4 separate regions of the Mus musculus genome follow, and all the other regions are linked to region 4. A link is a contact called in public HiCAR-type and promoter capture Hi-C data. All regions are on one chromosome and are shown on one strand. Each heading gives the region's core, a stretch centred on a gene start, on an enhancer-like site or on the middle of the called end of the contact. The rest is flanking DNA. Distances are from core to core; before and after follow the strand shown. Region 1 holds the start of Rhobtb3 (Rho-related BTB domain containing 3). Region 2 holds the start of Arsk (arylsulfatase K). Region 3 holds the start of 8030423J24Rik (RIKEN cDNA 8030423J24 gene). Region 4 holds the start of Ndufs6 (NADH:ubiquinone oxidoreductase core subunit S6).

The links. Promoter capture Hi-C pulls out the DNA fragments that hold promoters and counts their contacts. HiCAR-type assays count read pairs that join an accessible place to other places.
Region 1: a promoter capture Hi-C map of cranial neural crest shows a contact between it and region 4. The contact joins the promoter of Rhobtb3 here to the promoter of Ndufs6 in region 4. A contact is called at or near these places in 2 of 39 promoter capture datasets (cranial neural crest and liver).
Region 2: a contact with region 4 is called in a promoter capture Hi-C map of pre-B cells, with 4 times the contacts expected there. The contact joins the promoter of Arsk here to the promoter of Ndufs6 in region 4. A contact is called at or near these places in 3 of 39 promoter capture datasets (liver and pre-B cells), 3 of 484 Hi-C or Micro-C datasets (CD4 T cells and CD8 T cells) and 1 of 9 other capture datasets (liver).
Region 3: a HiCAR-type map of astrocytes shows a contact between it and region 4, with 6 times the contacts expected there. The contact joins the promoter of 8030423J24Rik here to the promoter of Ndufs6 in region 4. A contact is called at or near these places in 4 of 39 promoter capture datasets (the 3T3-L1 cell line, hippocampal neurons and liver) and 2 of 115 datasets of contacts at active chromatin or transcription factors (astrocytes and stem cell-derived neural progenitor cells).

The regions. Positions count from the first base shown.
Region 1 is chr13:75,941,949-75,946,074 of GRCm38.p6, reverse strand. It overlaps Rhobtb3 (Rho-related BTB domain containing 3), which reads left to right and starts at 2,251. Exons shown (of 12, transcript NM_028493.2): 1 at 2,251-2,544; 2 at 2,643-2,868. The coding sequence starts at 2,543.
Region 2 is chr13:76,097,038-76,101,108 of GRCm38.p6, reverse strand. It overlaps Arsk (arylsulfatase K), which reads left to right and starts at 2,449. Exons shown (of 8, transcript NM_029847.4): 1 at 2,449-2,735. The coding sequence starts at 2,601. It overlaps Ttc37 (tetratricopeptide repeat domain 37), which reads right to left and starts at 2,375. Exons shown (of 44, transcript NM_001081352.2): 1 at 2,280-2,375; 2 at 1,669-1,738.
Region 3 is chr13:70,881,340-70,885,387 of GRCm38.p6, reverse strand. It overlaps 8030423J24Rik (RIKEN cDNA 8030423J24 gene), which reads right to left and starts at 2,440. Exons shown (of 3, transcript NR_157373.1): 1 at 2,342-2,440; 2 at 1,861-1,989; 3 at 885-1,525.
Region 4 is chr13:73,326,176-73,329,945 of GRCm38.p6, reverse strand. Ndufs6 (NADH:ubiquinone oxidoreductase core subunit S6) reads left to right here and starts at 1,464. Exons shown (of 4, transcript NM_010888.2): 1 at 1,464-1,607; 2 at 2,477-2,530. The coding sequence starts at 1,500. It also overlaps a transcript of Mrpl36 not described here.

The DNA.
Region 1 (4,126 bases), core at 1,002-3,501, 2.6 Mb before region 4:
AACCATGCTTTAGTGATTGGCATAAGTCACATTAGCTATGTGCATTTTGCTGTACAATTGATTTCTATGCTTTTTCATCTTCCAAAACTGAAACTGGGTACCCAAAAATAGCATGCCTTCCCTACTTCAGCACCTGATACTCTGTCCTACTTCCTAGCTGTAAGAGCTTGGCTACTTGAGGTAATTCAGAAGTAGAATGATGTAATTCTCTTCCATATTGGCTTACTTCACATAGCACCACATCGTTAAGGATCATCCATGGTATAAGATGTGATGAGTTTACCTTCATTTACAAAAGCTAGTTCATAACTCATTAACCATCTATAGTCTCAACTGCTCTGGAAATTTGATCTAGGAAGACTGCTTAGTAAGCCCAAGGGTTCTAGATCAGCCTAGGCAGTACAGGAGAAAACAACTCAAAAAAAAGGTTCATATTTACGTAAGCTATATTCTTTTTTTTAATTTTTTATTAGGTATTTTCCTCGTTTACATTTCCAATGCTATCCCAAAAGTCCCCCATACCCTACCCCTTCCCACTCCCCTACCCACCCATTCCCACTTTTTGGCCTGGTGTTCCCCTGTACTGGGGCATATAAAGTTTGCAAGTCCAATGGGACTCTCTTTGCAGTGATGGCCGACTAGGCCATCTTTTGATACATATGCAGCTAGAGACAAGAGCTCCAGGATACTGGTTAGTTCATAAAGTTGTTCCACCTATAGGGTTGCAGATCCCTTTAGCTCCTTGGGTACTTTCTCTAGCTCTTCCTTTGGGGGCCCTGCGATCCATCCAATAGCTGACTGTGAGCATCCACTTCTGTGTTTGCTAGGCCCCGGCGTAGTCTCACAGTAAGCTATATTCTTTATCTATTTATGCACTTCAGTGTCATGGTGTTTGACTGGTGGGCCATTAGACTGATGAGACCGTATACTTTCTTTTGATCCAAGAGGAACTGTGACTCTGCACATTTGCATCTTTCAGGATGGTTATTTCCAGAAACTACAAAACATTGTACTTGGACACAAAGGAAAAAATTTATTTATTTATTTATTTATTTATTTATTTATTTATTTAGGACTGGGTCTCACTATGTAACTGGCTCTTCTGGAGCTCACGATATAGCCTGGGCTGGTTTTGTTTTTGTTTGGTTTTGTCTTTACTAGTGACTCTAATTACAGCTATTTGGGAGGCTGAGGAGGGAAGACCTATCTCAAAGAACAGAGAGGACTAAGTAAACTACATAGAGAACGCCCCCTGCCCTGCCCTGTCTATGGACAGGAAGCTAATTCTGTCTCAGCTGAGCAATACTGATTCCTAATAAACAGTTGTGGCCATCTCCCAGCTTCTTGTTTTCCTCAGTCTTCCCAGGACCTTTTAAACATCTAGTTCTCAAAACAGGTCCACTTAACAGAGAAAACAAGCCCAATTTCAAAGCAGAGCAAATAATCAAAAAGATAAACAAGAACTCTTAACTGTGTGTGAGATGCTTGTGAGAATTTTAATATTTATGAGGGAGCCCCAGAGTAGCCTTTGGCCTGTCCTAGTATTAGCAGTCCTCATGGTGTTTTATACTGGAGGTAGTCTGAGGCCCTTTTGGGGCCTCCACAAGCTTTACTTCTGTGTGTCATCACGAAAGAATCTAAAATATCCTTACATTAACATGATCCTTCTTTTTCAGTGAGCTATTATTAAATAATGTAACTGGAATGTGTACTGAAAAAAATCCAAGTAAACTGCTACAACTTTCTTTTTTTTTTTTTTCTTTTTTTTTTAAACCACACACATTAAAAATCCCAACACTTCAAATTCCACAATCTTGGTTAAAATATGCCAAATATAGCTTGCAATAGTAAATGACCTTTCCAAAGTGGCACCCGCAAATTAATTGGTGCGTGAACAAAGAACCTTTTCTGCAGCTGCATGAATGTTGCCTTTTTTTTTTTTCCTTCTTCACAAGTACGATTTTACAAAACAGCCAAAGCGCATGTTGTAAATTGACAAAACGATAACACACTTTCTGCGAAGGCTGGGGTGGGTACGGGACCGCGGGGTGGGCAGGGGGCTGCCTCCTGGCTGGGCTCTCTTCTGGTCCCCGGCGGGGGCCAGGCCGCCCCTCCCCCGCTCCCGGCTCAGGTTTCAGCCTTCCGAGTTGAGGAAACTTGCTGCAGGCGGATTGGCGGCGAGCTGCTCCCGGGCTCCGGCGTCGTCCCCGCGCCCACCGCTCCTTTGTGTCCCGCGGCCTCGGCCAGCAGCCAGCTCCCCCGCGCGCCGGACTCTCGGGGCGACACGTGCGGGCCTCCGGCCCCGCCGAGCGGAGGCGGAGCCCGGGCGGAGGCGCGGCGGCCAGGAGCGGCGACCAGGGACCGCAGCGCTGCCAGCGCCCGGCCGGCCGCTCACTCCCGGCCCGCTCCTCTGCGTCGGTAGCGCCGCGTCGTAGGAGCGGGAGGGCCGCGGCCGGGGATGAGCTGACTGCAGTGAGAGCGTCGCCCGGGCCCCCGCCAGGCCGCCCGCTGCCATCTCCGCGCCGCCCTGCCAGCCGCGATCATGTACGTACGCGTCGCCGTTCTGCCACGGTCTGGGTCCGGGACGTGCCACGCGCCCTGGCTGTACCCACCCGCTCACCGCGCCCCTCTCGGCCCCGCAGGTCCATCCACATCGTGGCGTTGGGGAACGAGGGCGACACGTTCCACCAGGACAACCGGCCGTCGGGGCTCATCCGCACATACCTGGGAAGAAGCCCGCTGGTGTCGGGGGACGAGAGTAGCTTGTTGCTGAACGCGGCCAGCACGGTCGCGCGCCCGGTGTTCACTGAGTACCAGGCCAGTGCGTTCGGGAACGTCAAGCTGGTGGTGCACGACTGTCCCGTCTGGGTAAGGGGCAGTGGCTGCGCGGTGCCCAGGAGGAAGGAGCTTGCCTTTTTGGATCCCTCCTCCCCTTGTTTCTTAATTTCCTGATTGCCTGGAGAGTTTTTTTAGTTTGTTTTTGTGTTTTTACATTTTTTGGCAAATCCCATCCTTTGTTACAATTTGGAGGTGGTGGGGGCAGCCCAGTCACGTCTGTAAGGTAAAATGGCCCCAGGGCAATATAGAGCCGTTACTGTGTTTCAAGACTTGTTCTTTAGTGGATGGACAGCTGACAGTTGAATGTGCCAACCCCAAACAGGGTCGCGAAGTTCCACTGGCCAAGAGTCATGTTTTCATGTCCACCTCGTGGAGGATAGGGAGATGTGTTCTATAAATACTGCCCTTTACAGCTCAACGTAGGCAAAAATACTCTAGACAGGGACAGGTCAAAAATAGTATGGGAACAAGGGAAAAAAGAATGGGATTTGAGAACTAATTTTAAATGGCTTATTTGTTGATTATTAACCTCTGAAAAGACTAGTTTTTAATAGTGCTAATGCTCATATATTAGCCTTTTGTTTTAGTGGTTAATAAATTGGAAATACCACTAAGAACTTAAATAAATCTTCATGTTTATGATAGTTGAATAAAATAAGTCTTAGCTTGTCTCTTGAGTAGCTTGACTCTGAAGTGTTTGATAAAAGGACAAAGAAGACAGCTCCCTGACTTACAAATATCTTCATAACACAGTAGCACTATGTATTTCAAGTGTCTTCATTTAATTTTAAATCTGTGATTTCTTGCTGATATTGTAGTTATATATTTTTCAGCTAAAGATTACTATATATACATAATATATAAATGTTTAAACTTTTGGGTCTTAAAAAAGGTACAAATTATGTGAGATTTTTACATTAAAAAGACAGTTTTTTTTTTAAGAAAACTACCAGAGCTAAGGAGAACTAGCATACTTTTGAATAGAAATGTGTAAAAAGTAAAGAGAAAATTTTCTTGAGCATATTTTCCTATTATGGAAAGAAAGCACTCTTTAACTGGAAACTCATATCAGTGTGCTGAAATAAATGAAAGGATGCTACCTAACCTTCAAGTATGACAGTGATGACAGTATCAAAAGATGCCACTAGGGAGGACTGGTAGGCACAGTTACTTTGAGCCCTTTTATTATGAAAGATTTTGTAGCCTAAAAGTATTACTTATTCAGTATACTGTTGAATAAATGTGCAATGAATCAATGGAGTAGACACAGAAAACATAAGAGAAGATG
Region 2 (4,071 bases), core at 1,200-3,699, 2.8 Mb before region 4:
GATGTGCAGGAGTAAAATAAAGATAAAGCAGAAATTGAGGGAATGACCACAAAATGATTGATCCAGCCTGAGACACACACCATGAGAGAGAGAGACCACCCCTGACACTATTAATGATATTCTGCTATACTTGGAAACAGGAGCCTAGCATAACTGTCATCAGAGGGGCAACTGATGGAAACAGATACAGAGACTCAAAGCCAAATATTAGGCAGAGCTTGTGTGATACTGTGGAAGAGGGGGAGAAAGAATTGTAGGAGCCAGAGGGGTCAAGGACACCACAAGAAAACCTACAGAATCAATTAACCTGGGCCTATAAGGGGCCCACTGAACCTCCAACCAGAGAGCAGGCATGGGACAGACCCAGGTCTTTGGCACATATGAAGCAGTTGTACAGCTTGGTCTTCATGTGGGACTCCTAACCGTAAAGGCTGTCTCTGACTCTGTGGCCTGTCTGTGGATCCCTTTCCCCTAACTGAGCTGCTTCATCTAGCCTCAATGGAAGAAGATGGACCTAGTCCTGTGGCAATTTTATATACCAGGGCCTGTTGATAGCCATAGGAGGCTTCCTCTTTTCTGATGATAAAGGGAGGGATGGGAAGAGGGGAGAGGAGGAAAGAGGAGGAGACTGAGAGGAGGAAAAGGAAGCTGCAGTGGCTATGTACAGGAAAATAATTAGTTAATTAAATTTAAAAGGTTAAGATTCCAGGAGAAAACAAAAAGAAGTGAAGCAACCTGCAGTAAAGCAATAACTAGCTGAAGACTAGTTAGCAGGACTGAGAAGACTACTATTGGAGAAGAAACAGGAAGGCAGGCTTTTATCAGTGTAATATCAAAGCACAATGAATTAATGAGTAGCTAAAAGCAGAAGACTGTCTTCAGCTCTAAATCAGAACTTTTAATACTTAAACCTCCACGAGTATAGAACGAGCTGCTCAGTGGAAGTTTTCCCACCAGGGAAGGTGAAGTATGGGCTGGACAAGCTAGCAGGGAGGACCTTTATATGCCCCACTTCGTGTCTGATGAAAAGTACTAGAAACCTCTTAGGTTCTAGCAGCCCTTTGAAACTGCGTCCCTAAAATACCTATTCCACCAACCTGCTACAGCGCCTGCTCTCACTGACACCGCAATTACAGAAAGAAGAAAAGGATGTGCTCTGTCCTCAGAACAAGGGCCTGCAGAAACAGAGCCTTCAAGGATCATCTGTGTTCAACGAATCATTACTATGCAAAAAAAAAAAAAAAAAAAGAATACCAAATGTAATTTTTATAAAACTAAGCACCAGTTGATATTGTTTCTGTAAAGTATGTCCTACATTCCAAATTTACTCAACACAATTCTGGGGAGTGTGCCCTGTTTAGGAGGTAATCTACTTAGATAAGCTATTGAAAAGTTATTTAACCTCTCTGTTTTCGCATCTGTAAAGTAGTCTAAGTGAAGATTAAGGAGTACATTCCACGTAAAGCATGCTACACAGTAAATATACAGTAAAGCTTAACAGACACTAAACACATACCGCTCTGTATTAGATGTGTAAGGTGTTTTATTACAATTAATCTGTACACAAGGCTGCCAGATATGAGAGTTGAGATTTTAAATAAATAGCATTACTCCTCCTTTTCCTGCCAGAAAATCAACACAAGTGGTGTAATGTACAATTATATATACCTGAAACTTATCAGTGAATAATTTGACTTGAAAATAGAAACGTGCTTCTTCCAGAATTCTCCAAAGGAATCTAGCAATCAAAAAAAGGAACAGCTGATTATTCTATACCCAACAATGTTACTCCGAGCATACATCAATTAACCGCACACTTCACACAGTCCACATCTGTACCTTTTAGAACCGGTCCCTATTGCTACTCCAAAGACAAAGAACAGCCAAGCTGTTCCGTATCTGGAACCTGAAACTTATTAGGCCCGCTCTTCAACCCACATGAGCATAATCCTTACAGGTCGGCAAACGGAGGAAATACGATGAGGGGGGCTTCCTGACTAGGGTTCCGGAACGCAGCAGAAATCCACACCACTACCCAGACCACACACGAGGTGACCTAGCCTAAAGTCCCATATAGGCACAACCCAATCCAATTCAAGTGACAGAATCACTGCCACCTCATCACCGCCAAGTTCACTTTGTCAGCGAACATTCAGCCCCGCACAAAAGGAAGACAGCCCGTAACATCACGCTCATGCTCAGTATTTTCTCCCCCTAAATACCACTTCTACTGCCTTTAGATTTCAACTTCTGCCAAAACCGAAGCGATCAGAACCCACCTGGGCATGTGGGACTGCCACAAAGTACAAGTCTGAACAACGCATGCGCGCTTCCCCAGACATCGCTTGAGTGAGAGGAACTGGCAGAGCTATCATTAGCTCGAAATTTGATTAAAACGGTCTTCACATGGGCTGAGCGCGATTGGTTTTTGCGCATGCGCCTGCCCTTGGCCTGATGGGAGGTGTAGTTTCTAGGTGCCGCTCATATTTACTTCTGTATTTGTAAGCCAAACTTCTAGTCTTGTCCCTAGAGTCCGGCCCCTGCTCATGACTGGAGAGCAGGCTACAGGAGACCCGCTCAGCAGCCGCTTCTGAACGGCCATGCCCGCGATGCTGTTGCTGTTGGTGTCGGTGGTCGCAGCGTTAGCACTCGCAGCACCGGCCCCCAGAACACAGAAGAAAAGGATGCAAGTGAACCAGGCGCCCAACGTGGTGCTGGTCGCCAGTGACTCCTTCGTAAGTACCCAAAGGACGGGGAGCAGACACCGCCCAGAGCCTGTGGAGAAACATCACAGGGAACAGGACCCTGGGGTTGAGAGGTCCCGCATGCGCACACCTGCAAGCACGCATGTGCATACTAATAAAGTAGTAGAAAGAAGCCAGTCTCTAACTCCTGGGCTTTGCTCCTTGAACTTTATTCACTAGACCAGCAATTCTCAACCTGTGGCTCTCGATCCCTTGGGAGAGGTCGAGTCACCTTTTGCAGAAGTCACCTAAGACCATCGGAAATATCAGATATTTACATTACAACTCATACCTAACAAAATTACAGTTATGAAGTGACAACAAAAATAATCGTATGGTTGGGAGAGTCACCATAATATGAGGAACTGTATTAAACTGTTGCAGCATAGAAAGGCTGAGAACCACTAATCTAGACATTCTATACTTGTGTTAGCACTGATTTAAAGAAGTTATTTGTGTATGCATCACCTTAAATTTGATTTAAATTCATATGGAAAGTGAAAGGACCTCGAATTGGGAAGGGGAAAAAAACATGAAAAAGAAGACTGATTTAAAAAAAAAAAAAAAAAGCTTTTAATTTCAAAACTAATGGTAAAGCTACAATAGCCACAATAGTACTTTACATGCAGAACAATAAATATTCAGACCAGTAGAGTAGAATTAAGAGTCCAGAAATAGTCTTATAAACAAGTAGTGCTGGAAAAGTAAATATATACATGGAAAGGAACAAAATTGGGTCCTGCCTTCCACCATGTGTAAAAACAAAAGTTAGTCAATGATTTAAATGTAAAAGCTAAGGCTATAAAACTCCTTCAAGACAATGGAAGTGTAAATTGTCATAATCTTGGTTTAGGCAATTTAAAATGAGCCAAGGATTTGAAAAGACATTCCTACACAGAATATACACAGATAGCCAATAAGCCCATCATAAGAAGCTTAGATTCATTAATCATTAGGGAAATGTAGCTCAAACCAATTGATCCCCATAAGGATAGCCAGAATCAAAAGGCATAAAAATAGGAGGAAGTCATGTGAGATGATATGGGAAGAGCCAAGGGTGGGGAGGAGGGAATGTGGAGGTAAATATGATCAGAGTATGAAACTGTTGTGCTTGGCCTGTTGTTTTTTACAGTTAATATGTCAGTTCTTTAGTACACACACACACACACACACACACACACACCATAAACAATAACCAGAGTTAATGAGAATATGGAGGAATTAGAAACCTCATACACGGCTGTTGAGATGCTTTGTAAAGTGGTGTGGCCACCTTGGAAAACCATTTGACAGTTTTTACAGTGACTAACTATAGAGTTACTATGCA
Region 3 (4,048 bases), core at 1,191-3,690, 2.4 Mb after region 4:
GTCTAGAATCATCTCACAAATTCACAAACCAATTTCTCTCAGTCTCCTGCTTAAGGAGCCTCTCCACCCTCCCTTCGGGGATGAAGCCTTCTCATGTGTACTGATGTCAGGAGGAAGCCCATGAGTACACTGGCTTCCTTGTGTGTGGAATCTACAACCAGCAAGCCCTGAACTGGGCTGGAGCCTGGCAGCTTGAATTGAGGCACTTTGGCATAACACCTCTGCCACTCTGAGACTGAGCCACCAGGGACCTGACAGACAAGACTCTTTCCCTAGCTGGCAGCTCCCTGCTCTAGTGTAGACACTAAATTCATAACCAAGCAGGCAGCTCTGTCTTATGAACTCACCTCAAAGACCCTCTCTAGTGACAAGCACCCTGACTTCCAACTGGCCAGCTCACCCCAGAAACACCTAAAGACGTGTCATAGGAGTTACTTGTGAGGGGAAAACTGGATAACCACAGGTTCTGGATCCAAGTTTCAAAAACTATTGAGAAAAGTGATTTGTCAGAAAAGGAACACATACAAATTCCCATGCTTCTGTAGAAACAGACTCGGTGGGAAAGCTGTATAAGGACCAGCTTGTGTTCACAGTGAACTTCAGCTTCAAAGGGCATCCAGACAGGTCCACCACTGAGCAGTCTTAAAGCCCAAGATAGCTGAACAGCAGGATGCCCTCAGCTTCTCTGCTGTGTGGTGGCTCTAGGGAGAAGTGTGACCCCTTCCCCTAACTTGGAATCCTGCCAGGCGGGTCCCAGAAATAGCACTTGTGCTGAAGGAAATGGCTTCAACTTCCTCCTCCAAGCTTGAATTTGTATTTCTGTGACAGTCAAAAAGCACATATTTATGCCTCATAGATAATAAATGTGTACATGCACATAAACTGGAAAAGAAGTGCTTCATTGTATGCAAGTAATTTGATGAAAGAATGCGTTTTAAATATTCTTACCATACAAACACACAAAGAGCTCCGTGTTAATTTTCTTGGCTGCAGTAATCAGCATTGTGTATGCTACTGTGTAGTTTGTATCCCTAACCTCACGGTTTTCATCCTAAGTTGCAAAGCAACTGGTAAGAATAGTAAGATCTTAAACTTTAGATTGTTCAAACAGCTGGCAAAGGATTAGACAGGAATTTGAACTATGGTTGCTATCTATTTTGGAACCTGCTAAAAATACAATGACTTTCCGATGGCAACCTTCTGCAGCTCTGTGTCAGCACTGAGTATCTGCTCCTTCTCTGCAGCTGGCTGTCCGCCAATGAGAAGCTCCGGCAGCTGGAGCCTTCCCAGGGCATCTGCTCTCTTCTCATGCTCTCATTGTCTCTGCTCAGTTCATCAGCCTGTGTGTGAGTTTCCCTCATGGCAGGGCTTACAGCAGCGAGGGACAGGTGTTGACCATCATAGAAATCTTCTTCCTCTGGCACAACACATGCAGGTGCGTGGCTCTCCCAGACACCGCTAGAACGCCAACAGGGAGATGGGCCACAATGCTGCTCATGGTGCAATCGGAAGTCGGAGAGGAAGTCTGCGAAGGAAACACATAGATCACCTCACCAAACATTCAGTATCCAGCCATCGAAGCAGTCCAGGATGAGTTTCAAGGACCTATGGTGTGTGTGTGTGTATGTCCACACAGAGGCGAACATATATTTAGATACTTGTAAGTATATGTGTATTGGAAGACACAACTCTTTCTACCTACTGTTCTGTCTCTTGATTTATTTATTGCCATTGGATTGATTTTCCTTGATGATGGTTGCAAGGTAGAATTATCCAAAAGCTTCTCTAAGAAATTGGGGTATTTAAAAGCATACAAACAGACATATAACATAAGGACAAGTAGCAGGGAGAAGTGCTCACCTCGGTACTGAGGCTGCCTGAGGGGCCTTGCAGTGTGCTTCGGAGCCAGCATTCCTCAGGGGATGGCAGGTGAAGCCATGAACGCTTGCTTCTCTCCACCATTTCACTCCATTCTCACAGAAGCCTTTCCTTCAGATCAGCAGAGAAAGTGATACAACTGGGGAGGCTCTGGCCTCTTGCAGAAGAACCACAGCTAACTGCCTTCCTTTCAGCAAAAGAGAGGATGCACTGAAAGGCTGTCTGTCCTCTGTGCCCTGACATTACTAGCTATCAACCCATGTCTGTCAGAAGCCCTGATCCCTACCAGAGCATTGGTATAGTTACTAAAATTGGGGGCAGGAGTCTTGGCAATAAGATTTGAACCAGAAAGAATCCATTGGGAGGATAAAGCCAAGCCTGGAAGAAGAGCTCTACCGCTCACCCTTAATCAAGCAACCAGGCAATGTGGACAAAGGGTAAGCTGCAATTATTAAGCTAATACCTGGTGGTTTCCAGGCCTGCACATCAAACAGGAGACAGCCACCATTTGCCTCTCAGTTAATACTGACTTGAGTTCTGCCCTTGGGTCACAGTATGGAACACTGATGCAAAGCTTCCCAAAACGATTACCTACACGTTCTGTTCTTTGTTTTAATCCATGGTATTCACTGTCTTATCAAAGGCTGTCCTTGAGAATATAGTACTTGTTGGTGCTGTTATCCAAACTTCAGCAACTTAGACATCAGAAAACATTTGAGGGAGGGGCATAGAGATGCGACTAGGTTGCCTGGCATGCAGAAAGCCATAGGTTTGACCCCTAGAACCTAATAAACCAGGCACCATGATGCACAGCAGCAACCCAAGCATTAGAGAGGTAGGTGCAGAAGAATAAGAAGTTCGAAGTCATCTTTGGCCATAGAGTGAGTTCAAGGCCAGCTAGAAAAAGAGGGGGAAGGAACAAAAGAAGAGGAGTGTAGGGAGGAAGAAGGTGAGAAAGGAAGGGCAGATCTATGGGGTTGTAGACAGTATGTAGATGTAGGTAGAGGGATATAGATGGTGTTCTTGGTGGCCCTGCTGGGCTGGCATTCTTCACAGAGCTGTTGTGTCACCTTATGCTATTTGCAGACTTAATCAGTGGGAGAGATCTTCACTTAGTTGTACAGCCAGAGCCTTTCAAAAGAGACCCTTGGTATTGACTAAGAGTCCGTGACTGTGCATCTGCAGTCTACCTTGAGCTTTCCTGTGCGTGGGACAAGAATTTAACATTACAGAGAACCGTGTACCACCCAGGATTCTTTGTATAGTACTCAGCTAGCTTCAGATACTGCCAGCTCAAACTCCCCATGTCACTTAAAAAAAGAAATCTATCATGAATTAGCTACCAAACAAATAAACAAACTGTTGGAATTTCAATTGTTTTCTCCATACAGGGTACAGCACACCCATGCTATCCGAGAATGGCTTTTGCATGAAAGCCCTAGCAATGGTGAACAGTGTGTTTTGAGTTTCAGTTACTCGGAAAAACTGAAGACTGCAGATCTAGGCTTACACCTGTAGTATAAATGTGTCCTGCTCTGCTTCTCTGAATAGGTTTCTGTTTTGTTTCAGTCCTGAGAACAGAGGTGAAATCTTTGCAAATGGACTCTCAATGAACCTGCTTCCTCTGTCAGCAGCCTGTGTCTGATCCTGCTCCATGAAAAGGCCTGTGCAGAGACTCCATACCTCTGGCCAGGTCCTTCTAGGCCTGTCGGGAGGAGACTGTGGAGGACCATTCTTCCAAACCCAGATCCTTAATTGCTCCTATGGTTTCTCCAAAGTTACTTGAAGATAAAACTTCCTTACTCAAGTTCCATGGCATTAACGGACTTATCTACACTATTAAACATTAACCCAAAGTCAAAACAATCACCCTCTACCGAACACGTTGCCAAAGTCTTTTCTACATTTAACTCTAGGTGTCTGTCTCAAGTGAATGATGGTTTTAGATTCATCCAGCTAACGGGAAACCATTCAATCCAAGAATGCCAAGAAACTTTCTCCTTTATGTCAAGTTCAATATGTAACTTGCACATACTTGATGGTTGAAATATTACCAAAGCAGATCGAATTGTCTTAGAAACTCAAAGAACAAAAAGAAAAAAAAAATGTATACATAGCTGAGCTGTAGGTTTAGAAAATGGTTCGTTACAATATGCAACATTTTAAGGGC
Region 4 (3,770 bases), core at 215-2,714:
AAAAAAAAGAAAGAAAGAAAGAAAAGGAAAAAAGGACTCCAGAGTTCTAGCAATTAAAAAAAATAATGTGGGTCAGAGAGATGGCCTGGGAGTCACAAGTGCTTTCCATGCAAGTCTGTAGACCTCAGTTCAGTCCCCAGAACTCACATGGAAAAAGAGACTGGCTTCCTCCAACTTCCACATGTGCTCTGTGGCACCTGTGTATGAACTCACATGTGTGTGAACTCATACACAGACAGGGGGTGTTAGGGTTTAAATAGAGACTTAGGGCTGGAGAGATAGCTTGATGGCTAAGAGCACCTGCTACTCTTGCAGAAGACCATCATTCTGTTCCCAGCACCCACACAACTACTCAAATGGACTGTAACTTGACCTGTCTGGAGATCCTGTGCCCTTCTCTTGGTACCAGGTAACCACACACATGGCCATATATAAATGTATACACTCATACATATAAAATAAATCCTTTAAAAAGAGGGAGAATGAGACAAATCTGCAGGACAGGGTGTGGAGACATAAGCCTGAAATCCCAGCACTCCAAAGGCTGAGGCAGGAAGACAGTGAGTGCTAGGTTAGCCTGGCTTACAGAGCTTAAGGCTAGCCAGGGCATCTTAGGCCCACATTTATTGGGGCATTTTTCAACTTGGCGAGGTCTTTGTCCTTGTGTCTTAGGGCCCTCTCTGGTTACCCCTTTCGTCTTCAGACTCACCTAGTCCTTATGCTATAGCAGAGCACAGAAAGGTAGATACCAGGTCATTAACCTCCAATCCTGGCCAAGAGATCCCAAACAACACATGCTAGCTTCTGGCACTTTCTCGGAATTAGTGACCCGGCCCTGCTCTGAGTCTGGGGTCCCACCTGTCTACCTCTGAGCAAAGTTGTTCAGGCTACTTTGGGGTTTGACAGTATATGTCGTTCCAAGGGAGGTTCGGACTCAGATTCAAATGAGGCAGGAGAGGCCAAAACAGCCTTCAGAGTTACAGACTACGATTTGCATCAGGTTTTTTTCTACATAGCAGAGCTTTTCCGGACAGCTTTCCAATGCTGGGTAAACTTCCTTGCAGTCTAACTGGAAACTGAACTACTGCAGCGTTGCAAAAATGCTCAGAAATCTAACTTTCCTACACCAACATACAGGACCAGGAGAGTTGACTGCACAAACTGTTTCTTCTGCTGAACAACTTACTTCTTTACTCAAAACAAAACAGAAAACAAAAAACAAACCAACCCACGGAAAATCTGCATTTTCTCCATTGGCATAAAAGCACACACAGCGCATCTTCAGTTTCCGTCCCCCCACCCCCTGCCTTTGTCACACTAGTAACCTTTGAACACTGCGCACAGTTAAGCCGCAGCTCCGCATCCTATCCAGTTCCACCACCAGCCCCGCCAGCCGCTCAGGCATAGGACGAAAAAAGTTCCACAAGTACTCCCCGCCGACTGCTGTGCGCCTGCGCCGGCACTTGGTACGACGCGTGGGGTCAAGGGTCACCGGCAAGATGGCGGCGGTGCTGACCTTCCGCCGGCTGTTGACTCTCCCCAGGGCTGCACGGGGTTTCGGGGTTCAAGTGTCGCCGAGCGGGGAAAAGATCACGCATACCGGCCAGGTAACGGCCGCGCCCGCCATGCCTGGAACCCAAGACTGACGGTAGCAGGGAGCGCAGCAAGGTGTGCTTCTGCCAGGCTAGCGCGCGGCACTACTGGGCTCACCTTGTGCAACCCGCTGCTCCGGTTTCTAGCTGGTGGCTTTCGGTTGGGACTTGGATCTCCTCATTCTTTAGGCCATATCTTTATATTAAGTTCAATGTTTTAACAAATGATTGTTGTGTTTTGGACCCGGGACAGAGGACTGAGGTGCATATTTTACATATCAAAGGAGACCCGGCATGCAGGTTCTCCCAGCATTCCTCAGTCCCTACCTGGCGTTGCAGCCCAGGATCCTCCCTATATAATCCAGGCATTTTGGTTTCTCCCACCCTGTCTCTTTCTCCTCTCCTTGAACACACTCCCTTTCTCTCCCCCGACCCCTCCTCCTGTCCCAATGGTGACTTCTCTGGCCTCAATCCTTGGGGCCAGTGAACTCACCTGAGAGCGGCTTCCCAATAAACCTACCTTTAATATAATTTAATCTGGCTTGAATTGGTTCATTTCACCAGTGGAGAAATAGCCTATCAATAGTGTATAAAGCAACCCTAGCGTTCGTTCAATATAATAGTGAACCAAAAAATGAGAAACTATGTCTGCTGAAATGAAATCGCGCCTGTTGGAGTTGGCTACTTGTGAGGGCAGGAACTTTGTCTCCAGTCTGCACTCCAGCCTGTCATCCCCTGAGACCGTTCAGTACAAGTTCATTTTGCCTCTTAGTGGGTCTGTCTCCTCATCAATGGGTATAGGCCAAGGGGAACATCGTTCTATAGTATTTTCAATCAATATTATGTGACTTTATTTAGAATAATAGATGGCCTTTTTTTTCCAGGTGTATGATGAAAAAGACTACAGGAGGGTTCGTTTTGTAGATCGTCAGAAAGAGGTAAGTGAAAGATAGAGGAATTCGTAAAACTTAAGCAGGTTGAGCAACTCAAATGCCGGAAGTGTATTGAGCACTAATGTACCACAGTGAATCCTGCGCCTGACTTGGGTGGTAGATTGTAATGAAAAGACAGGCACAACTGAGGTATTGCATAAAAATACCTTCAAGCTCTGTATGAGGTGTAAAGAGACAAGTGGATTTCATGTTTGTACTTGGGCCCATCTTTGAGGTAGCTCGTGTTCCTTAAAGGTATTTGAGCTTTGAGGTAGCTCTTTTGTATCCTCATTGTTGGTCCTAGGCTCCTCCTGGAAGTGGTACTTAGTGTGTGCCAGCTTAACATGGAAGAAGCTAAAGAAATCCTCACATATCACAACCACCCTAGAAAACGCAGAGTCCTAAGTACAAATTGTGTTAACTTTTTTTCTCTTCCTCTCAGACTGCAGAGCATCTTGGAACAGTAGTTGAGATTTTCATAAGCATGATCTTGTTTTCAGTCTGGTACTTGCCGTAGCATTTTTTTTTTTTTTTTTTTTTTTTTATTGCTGAGATAAAACACCATGACCCAAAGCGGTTGGGGACAAAAGGGTTTCATTTTATAACTCTCAGGTCGTATTCCTGAGGGAAGTCAGGGCAGGAACTTGAGGCAGGGACTGATGCAGAGACCATGGAGGAGTGCTGCTTACTGGCTTACTCTCCATGTTATGGCTCTTACTCTTATGGCACCTAGGACCACCATCCAGTCCAGGGGTGGCATTGCCCACAGTGAGCTAGGCCCTCCCACATCAATTAGCCAAGAAAATGCCACAGATTTGCCTCAGGCTAATCATGTGGAGGCAAGACCCTGGAATATGTCAAGTGGAAACTAGCCAGCACACTATCTCTTAGATTAAAGGAAGACATACTATTAAAATGTACTCTTCTGATAACTTTTTTGAGGTAAGATTTTTGTAGTTTTCATCAAATTAGTTGTGCCATGTGATCCCAGGGGTAACCAGTAGATTGAGTCTCCTACACAGAGAAAGGTCATTTAGTTCAGACACATGTAACTATCCTGCTAGGGAAAGAATAGAAGGCTGTGGTCTCCTCTGCCTATGTAGCCCAAGTTTCTCTGTGATATTTGCATCTATAGCTCCTGGTTTCTTCCTTGTAATATGGTAGTTCACGGTCTGGCTTCTGTGTTTCCAAAATTGTTCACCTTCCGTGTCTGCCTTCAGTCACGCTCTTGACCTTTACAGTCAGC